2 separate regions of the Nothobranchius furzeri genome follow, and region 2 is linked to region 1. A link is a contact called in public Micro-C data. All regions are on one chromosome and are shown on one strand. Each heading gives the region's core, a stretch centred on a gene start, on an enhancer-like site or on the middle of the called end of the contact. The rest is flanking DNA. Distances are from core to core; before and after follow the strand shown. Region 1 overlaps plcl5 (phospholipase C like 5). Region 2 holds the start of plcl5 (phospholipase C like 5).

The links. Hi-C and Micro-C count contacts between places; a contact is called where the count stands out from the background.
Region 2: a contact with region 1 is called in a Micro-C map of tail fin, with 9 times the contacts expected there. The contact joins the promoter of plcl5 here to the enhancer-like site in region 1. A contact is called at or near these places in 2 of 2 Hi-C or Micro-C datasets (skeletal muscle and tail fin).

What each region holds. Positions count from the first base shown.
Region 1 is chr5:6,601,361-6,605,002 of NfurGRZ-RIMD1, reverse strand. All of the region lies in intron 5 of plcl5 (phospholipase C like 5), which reads left to right. Among protein-coding and RNA genes, the nearest start is that of hcrt, 30 kb to the right of the region's middle. Within about 2 kb of position 1,827, at least 1 of the 3 cell types and tissues checked has an H3K27ac peak or open chromatin away from gene starts, as enhancers often do. A contact at or near this core is called in tail fin, where this site is marked.
Region 2 is chr5:6,703,934-6,707,540 of NfurGRZ-RIMD1, reverse strand. It overlaps plcl5 (phospholipase C like 5), which reads left to right and starts at 1,639. Exons shown (of 6, transcript XM_015948648.3): 1 at 1,639-2,124. The coding sequence starts at 1,822.

The DNA.
Region 1 (3,642 bases), core at 578-3,077:
TAGTTTCTGCAGCCTATGACCCAGTAAGAACAACTACTCACAAATCTAAACATCGCTGGCTCAACCTTCCCAGCGATGTCCATCAGGGCCGGTTTGATTCTGCGTTGGATTTCAAGAAACTTCATTTGACTAATTGGAGGATCAACATTCTTAATCAGCACTTTTGGAGATTCTGAACAGATTATTAAACTGTTGAGGTACTTAAAAGTAGAATAAACAAGTACATTAAAACAACTTAAGTCATATTTATTTAATTTTGTTTTATTTTATTTTGATTGCTATAAATCATCTGAAGACTCCTGCAGTCGGACGCCAAATTTAGGGCCCATGCTACCAATATACCGACAGTCATCACCAACAGTCTACCTGAAGTTGACAGGACACTATAATGGTAATAGAAACAACTCAGGCAGGAACAAGACCCAGCTGGACTTTTTAAAAAGCTCAGTAAAGTCCTGTTACATCACTTCCAGCACCAGCAGCCTCCCCCGCTGTTACACAGCTGTATGCCTTTGTGAGCGTGTCCTTGACGTAAATGATGAAGGTGAATCTGATGTGTTTGGATAAAGAACTACATCATTCCCTTTTAAGATAATAGTCGTGCATGTTTATTCAGTGTCTAAAATCTGAAAAATATCCAAAGCAGCTGTACTAAACCTCTGTTAGTAATGCAGCAACCATTTGACTCTTTACATGATGGACACCCAGATCAGCTCGTTTCCTCCCACACACATCACTCCCTAACTCATCCAACTCCTCTCATCCCTGTTTTGTCTTCCAAAGCACAAACTTCCTTCTTTCGCCGTTTCCTGATCCTCATTCATTCAATAAGCCATGCTCTCACCAGAAAGGCATCTTGGCATTCACATAACTCCACCTCCTCCTCCTTCATCTGTGATCTCTGCATCATGCTGAAAATTTGGTGAGAGCTCTGTGCCTCTTTGCCAGGCCTGGAGCTTATGCCCAGTTATTTCACCTGTCAACCTCTCCAGATTCTCAGCAGGCTGGGGCGCGCTAGCAGACAGAGGCAGGGATGGTCAAACATGGTGAGCTGAGAGGGAAGATAAGGCGGAGAACTGCCCTCCTTTTCTGTCTCCATATCCCAAAATTCCACTTCCACGGTGCTTTGACAGTGAGAGGAAGATCAGATCTGTCGCTGTGAATGATGCTTCCTGCACACCAGACCTCTCTGCCTGAAGGAAAGCAGACATAAAAGGAAGATTTGTGGCAGAACCTTTTAAAACCTCAAAGAAATGACGCATCTTGCCCAAATCACTCAGAATTGTTTTTGCACTGTGATTAAAATTTTCCGAGGCATTAATATTTAATCATCTTTCTGCTAAAATAGTTCAGATTGTTAATGGGTTCTATAACAATTCTGACCTCCTTTAATTTAATCAGATATTTTCTTGACATTTTCTGTTTTCATTTAGAGGATATCAGATCAAAGTCACTGTTAATGGTGTTTTAGGTGGAGATGAGACGTGTTAAAACTGTTATCTGCACTATAAACTTAAGATTATTCACCACAGATTTGGTTTATTCCTGAATAAACACAACAAACAATGAGATAGAATCCACGGAAGGCATTGTGCCGGGTTAGAAAACCTCCTTTGCCTTGGTTTAACCCCCTCTGGAGAGGGCTTGGCCTGTAGGAGTGAATGCAGTTTGGTTTTTGCAGCACAGGACCAGCTTTTCGCTTTCTTATTTTTATGCCTGGTGAGTCATGACTTACGTAATTTCAGCTTTTTCTCTCTCAAACATATGACTTATTCATGCAGCCGCTTGTGTGTGCTGGATCACCTTGGCTAAAAGGCCACTTCCAGCGCATTACAGTTACCTGGGAGTAGGGCATGAGTCAATAGGTGCAGGTTAACACCTTTATTCTTCCTGGAATATGTCAGACTGCTGTGTGCCAAGAACATCATCCCTTTCATCATTTACCCTTGGATGGGATGCACAACAAGTGAGCCTGTGCGGTTTCACAGGGACGCTAGTCCAGCAGGCTGCTGAGGCAGAACCATAACGCCCTCCCCTTTCTAGTAAACATGGAGTCCAAACAAATAGAATAAATCATTTAAATATTGTAAATAAAAAATATGAAAGTAAATTGTTTTCCACTCCCCTTTACGCTGCACCTCTTTAATACAGAACACTTTCATGTGGCAGACGGCAGGCAGTGCTAACACAGGATGTCTGCTCCGACCACTTCCTCCACATATGACTGGGATTCACGTCTGGAGTACTCAAATAAAGAGCAGAGCATAGTGTAACATTATCACCATATGACAGCACAGCTCACCAGCAGAGGAGCTGTGTACAGGACTGGCAGGCTTCCAAAACCACCATGTTGACTTAATACTGCCTCCTGCTGTATGGGATTAGTTATTACATTTAAATAATATTATTTAAATGGGTCCGTGTTTAGTAACATTGCTTACAAAACAATTAATACAATTTTTTTTTTTTTTGCTTTCAGGAGTGTAAACCATGAATGGACCATAACAAAACCAGTAATTTCAAAAGCAATTACATAAATAACATTCGTGGCCATGCTTTGATAATCACATACATTAGCTGTCACGACGTGTGCCGCCTTATTTTGGGCGATGACAGGTTATTTTTTATCCCAGATTGTTCTGAGGAAGAATCAGATGAATTGCATTTAGTTTCAACGCTCATCTTTGTCAAAAACATGATCCCGTTTTCTCTGTTTAACCCTAACGCCCCCCAATTGGGGGCCTCTACAGTTTTATGTCCCAAACATCTACAACTGTCCACATTCTCCAAACACAACTAAAGCCACAATCAAACAGCCCAGATGGGAAACCAGGCCATTTTAGATTGTAATAACTTAAGATACAATGATGTGTGAACTTTATTTTAGAAGAGCATCTGACCGTCACTGGTGTCTGCTGGGAAAAAAAAGCCTTGAACAAATTTTGTTGAGGACCCCTGGAATAAATAAAACAATTGACTACATTTCCTAAATGGAATTTGAACTCACAACCTCCATCCTGTCAGCATTTTCACACACGGCTGCTCTTCTAAAATAAAGTTCAAGTATTGTTTTATCTTAATGTATCAAAAACCAGAAATTGCTTTGTTTACAGTCTAAACTGTTTTGATTGTAGCTGTAGCCGTGCTCGGGGAATGCAAACAATCACTGACACTTGGGACACGAAACTCCAAAGGCCCCTGATTGGGAGGCGCCAGGGCCCAAAGAAAAAAGGCCTAGGGCCTAAAGGGTTTAGGACACTACCGGGGTCAGCTCCTAAAACGTATCCAGCTGTGGGATCTGGCTACAGCATGATCTCAGGAATGGCAGCAGCAGCAAAGCCACAGACTGCTTTAGGTGGGCCAAAGAAATGTCATTGAAGATAAGTTTATTTGTCAATACCAGTTCAATACCAGTTTTGCTTCAATATTTATGTCTATATGCGTCAGAATTAGTTATTTTAAATTTTCTTTTTCATTCATTTGATGACAATTTGAAATGACACCCCTCAAATATAAAACAAATTTACAAACGATTTCTTTAAGAAAGCCATTTGGGCCAGGGCCCAGCCACAGCCATGCCCATGGTCAGCAGGCAGGGGAGAGCGTATTTGCGCCACGATGAGAAGACTTTTGGGGAACCTT
Region 2 (3,607 bases), core at 390-2,889, 100 kb before region 1:
ATTAGACATTAGATTGACGTTTATAAATGAATTAATCATATTATTAACTTCTCATTAGGTGACTGCAGGGTATCAGACACAGCAGCTAACAGGACATCATTAGGCTCCTTAAACCTGTATTTCTTGGTTTTAAAGGTGACCAGGGCTTGGCACCACCAGACTGAGCTCCTCCTTCATCACACTCCTGCCAGGTCTCAGATCAGCCAGCCTTGGACATTCTCAGTCCAGATCCCAGCTCAGAGCGGAGGCGGACGATCAAACTATCAATCTTTTCAAATCATTGTTTTCACCAGCTTTTAGTTAGCGATAAACAGGGTTTCTTGGTTTAGTCGTAAAGCTTCACTTTTTATTCTTTTATATTATTTTTTATCTGGCATTTTATTGCAACTGATATCTTTAGGGTTTTTACTGTTTCTTTTTTAAGTTTGCTCAGGAGTTTGGTCCACTAATGTGTTAAATGTGCTGTTAAAACTTGGTGGATTACTAGAAATGTACAATCAGCTGCTGAAAGTTGAAAAAGAAGAGACCAGTGTTGGCTCTATTTATAATCCTAAAAAGGTTACTGAAATGTTCAGAAAACAAACACAAGTCTTCTCCCACATGTAAAAATTTTAAGTCATGAAATCTGTCATTTTTGTGCTGGTTTTCTTTATTCTAAGTCCTATCTGGCTCTGAGGTCTGTAGTTCAGCTGTTAAATTTTTTTTTATTCTCTCCCCCCCCCCCCCCCCCCCAATTTACTTAATGAGCTTTTTTTTTTACCACCAAACCATGACATTGCACTTTATGATACATTTTTGATGCAAATAATAATAATAATAATAATAATAATAATAATAATAAGAAGAAGACGAAGAATAAACTGAACACACAAACACACATTTATCCCATTATTATTATTATTATTATTATTATTATTATTATTATTATTATTATCATCGTCATTATTAATATTATTATTATTATTAGTAGTAGTATTAGAAATTGGTAACAGAAATAGAAAATTGGGATCAAAGTAAAATACTCGTTTGTATGAAATCCACCCAGTGTTAGTCATGATACACACTTAAAAACGCGTTTTTAAATAAACAATTTTGCCAACGTTGGGAATTTACGAGCGCCCTCTTGTGGAAAACACGCAGAGTTTGCGTCAAAGCGTCAGACTTTATTACAAAAAGAACTTTATGTTTTGCAAATGCTTCAGATAGAGTGATCAATTATTGAAACAGCTGCATTATTCGATTGGGTTGCGTGCGCATGCCAGTACCAAAGCGTAAATGCGCGCGCAGCAGCTGGCTTTTTTTTATTTTTTTTATTGTGGCATTCTTGCACGCGCCTCCATGAGCACGCGTCCGTCCGGCGTGCGCTTGTTGCGATTGCGCTTTCGCAGTCTTGAATTTGTCCCGTGGATGCTCCTGAGAAGGGGAAGCTCTCTGATTTCTGCAAGCGCTGCAAAAGTGTTGGAGGGCGCGAGACGACGCACGCGGCGGAGCCGACGGGAGCGGACTTGCTGAGAGAATCCTATTTTGGAGGAGAGTGGGACGAAAGTGCGAGCTGACGAACGACAGAAACAAGGACGACAGCGGGAATCCTGCAGCAGAAATCTGTTTTCCAGTGTTTTGGAGCGCATGCCCCCCGGAGGAGCTTGTTGTCTGAACTGTTGAGTCCGACCAGACCGGCTCCAGACGCCGCTGAGCGCACCAGCCGCTCCGGACATCAGCTGATCGAAGCGTGATTTAAGATCATAATAACGGTAATAAATACATATAATGGGCTGTTTTTCTTCTGACGGGGACAGCACATTGCTCTAACTCTGGCGGATCATGTCGGGGGTTCACGCTTCAGAGACCGTCTCGGGACATTTCTTGGACCCTGCCATCAGCGCACCAACAGCCCAGGGCGCGACCAACCTAACGGGGATCACCGGAGATGGGGCCGCGGTGCCTCCCACCGCTACCCGGACCTACTTGGAGGTGTCGAGCGCTGCTCAGTGCTTCGGGGCTGAGGAGGTGTTCACCAACGGACGGTACCGGGAGCACGGCAGTCCACGGATCGGGAGCGGCAGTCGTGATAATTCCGCGGAGAGGATTCAGGGATCTGGAAACGCACCTTGCGGCATCATGAAGGTTGGTGATTGAAAGGCTTCCCTCTTCTCTTGTTGTCAGTGGTTTTCAAGGTGAGACAAGGGTAATCTAATAAACGAGCAACGTTTCACCTTTCTACATGAACGTCAGGGTCCCCGGAGGACAAAGGGACATCAAATCCGAGTTCAGCAACTCTCTCAGGAAGTTTAGCTCAGCGTTACACAGAGGAAAGCCCAAATACTGACGAACATCTCAATTAGTGACAAATAACTGTCCACACTTTAGTCATAGGGGATCCTGCTCTGTGAATTTGAAGGATCTACTGTAGTGATAAAGAAGAGCACCAGAGGATGTTGCATCTTAGCCAATAAAGCTGAGTCTGCAGGGGGTTAGCTCAAGCATAACCATGAAGTAAGCTCAATAAAGGAGCTGTTTGGTTACAATAATGGATTTTAAAAAGATTCATAAAAAGATGCTGAACATTCTTTCCCGTCTTGGAACTTTTGTGAGTCTGGAACAGGCCGTTCTGTTTTTAGCTCTGTCTGTAATGATGCTGTGATGATCATATTTTCAATGACAGCTCGGCCCTAATTAGTGCTTTCATCATTACTGGAGGTTAATTAACTGGTCTTCCACAAACCAGCACAGGCTACACAGAGGTTCCTTTTCCCAACATGTCCCAACTTGCGTTATGTCCCAACTCAGCATCAGATACACCATTAGAGGGTCAAACCAGTGAAGCAAAAATAAAAAAGCCTGACCCTTTTGGAAAATAAACCATCTTGAGGTCAGAAACCTGTAGCTCCTTGTCTAATGTTTTATTCTGCTTTCCAGATTGAAAACAAATCTTCAGCCATTCAATCTGAAGTCAGTATGTGAGCATCCAGAATGATGCTGGCTTCACTTACAGATTTGAAGTATGGAATCTGTGCAAAGATTATGAAATATTAACATTTTACCTGTTGTAGGTGTTAGAATGGCCTCAGTTTGGATGCACCCTGATCTAACTGAGCAAACCAGTCACCAGATTAGTGGCGATATCTCTTAAACTGTTCTAATCTCCTTTGTGTGAGCACATTTTTATTACAACTAGCTGCAAAAGGCGTGCAGCTAGTTTCAGATGCAAATACCTACATAATGACATGCATAAATAACTTTAAAATGTAAATTCACCCCGCTGTAAAACTGTATTAACAACAAATGTATGAACTGGTTTAAATCTGTGGGATTAGAGTTGTCCAAAGACCAAGTGGTCAGACTCGTCAGTAGATCATCTCCTGGATCTGAACAAGAGGGTTCAGTCTAAAACACAAAAAAATGTTAGCCAGCTGGACGGTGGGTCAGCTGTAGGAGACATTATTATTATTATTATTATTATTATTATTATTATTATTATTATTATCCTGCCTCGTTTAAGGATACCTATAGTGTGTGTTACATTTATTTGATGAGGGTTAGCCCTAGCTATGGCGCACAGAGTACATTTTACAGAATGAATGTGTTTACTGATGTTTAGAAAGTTTAG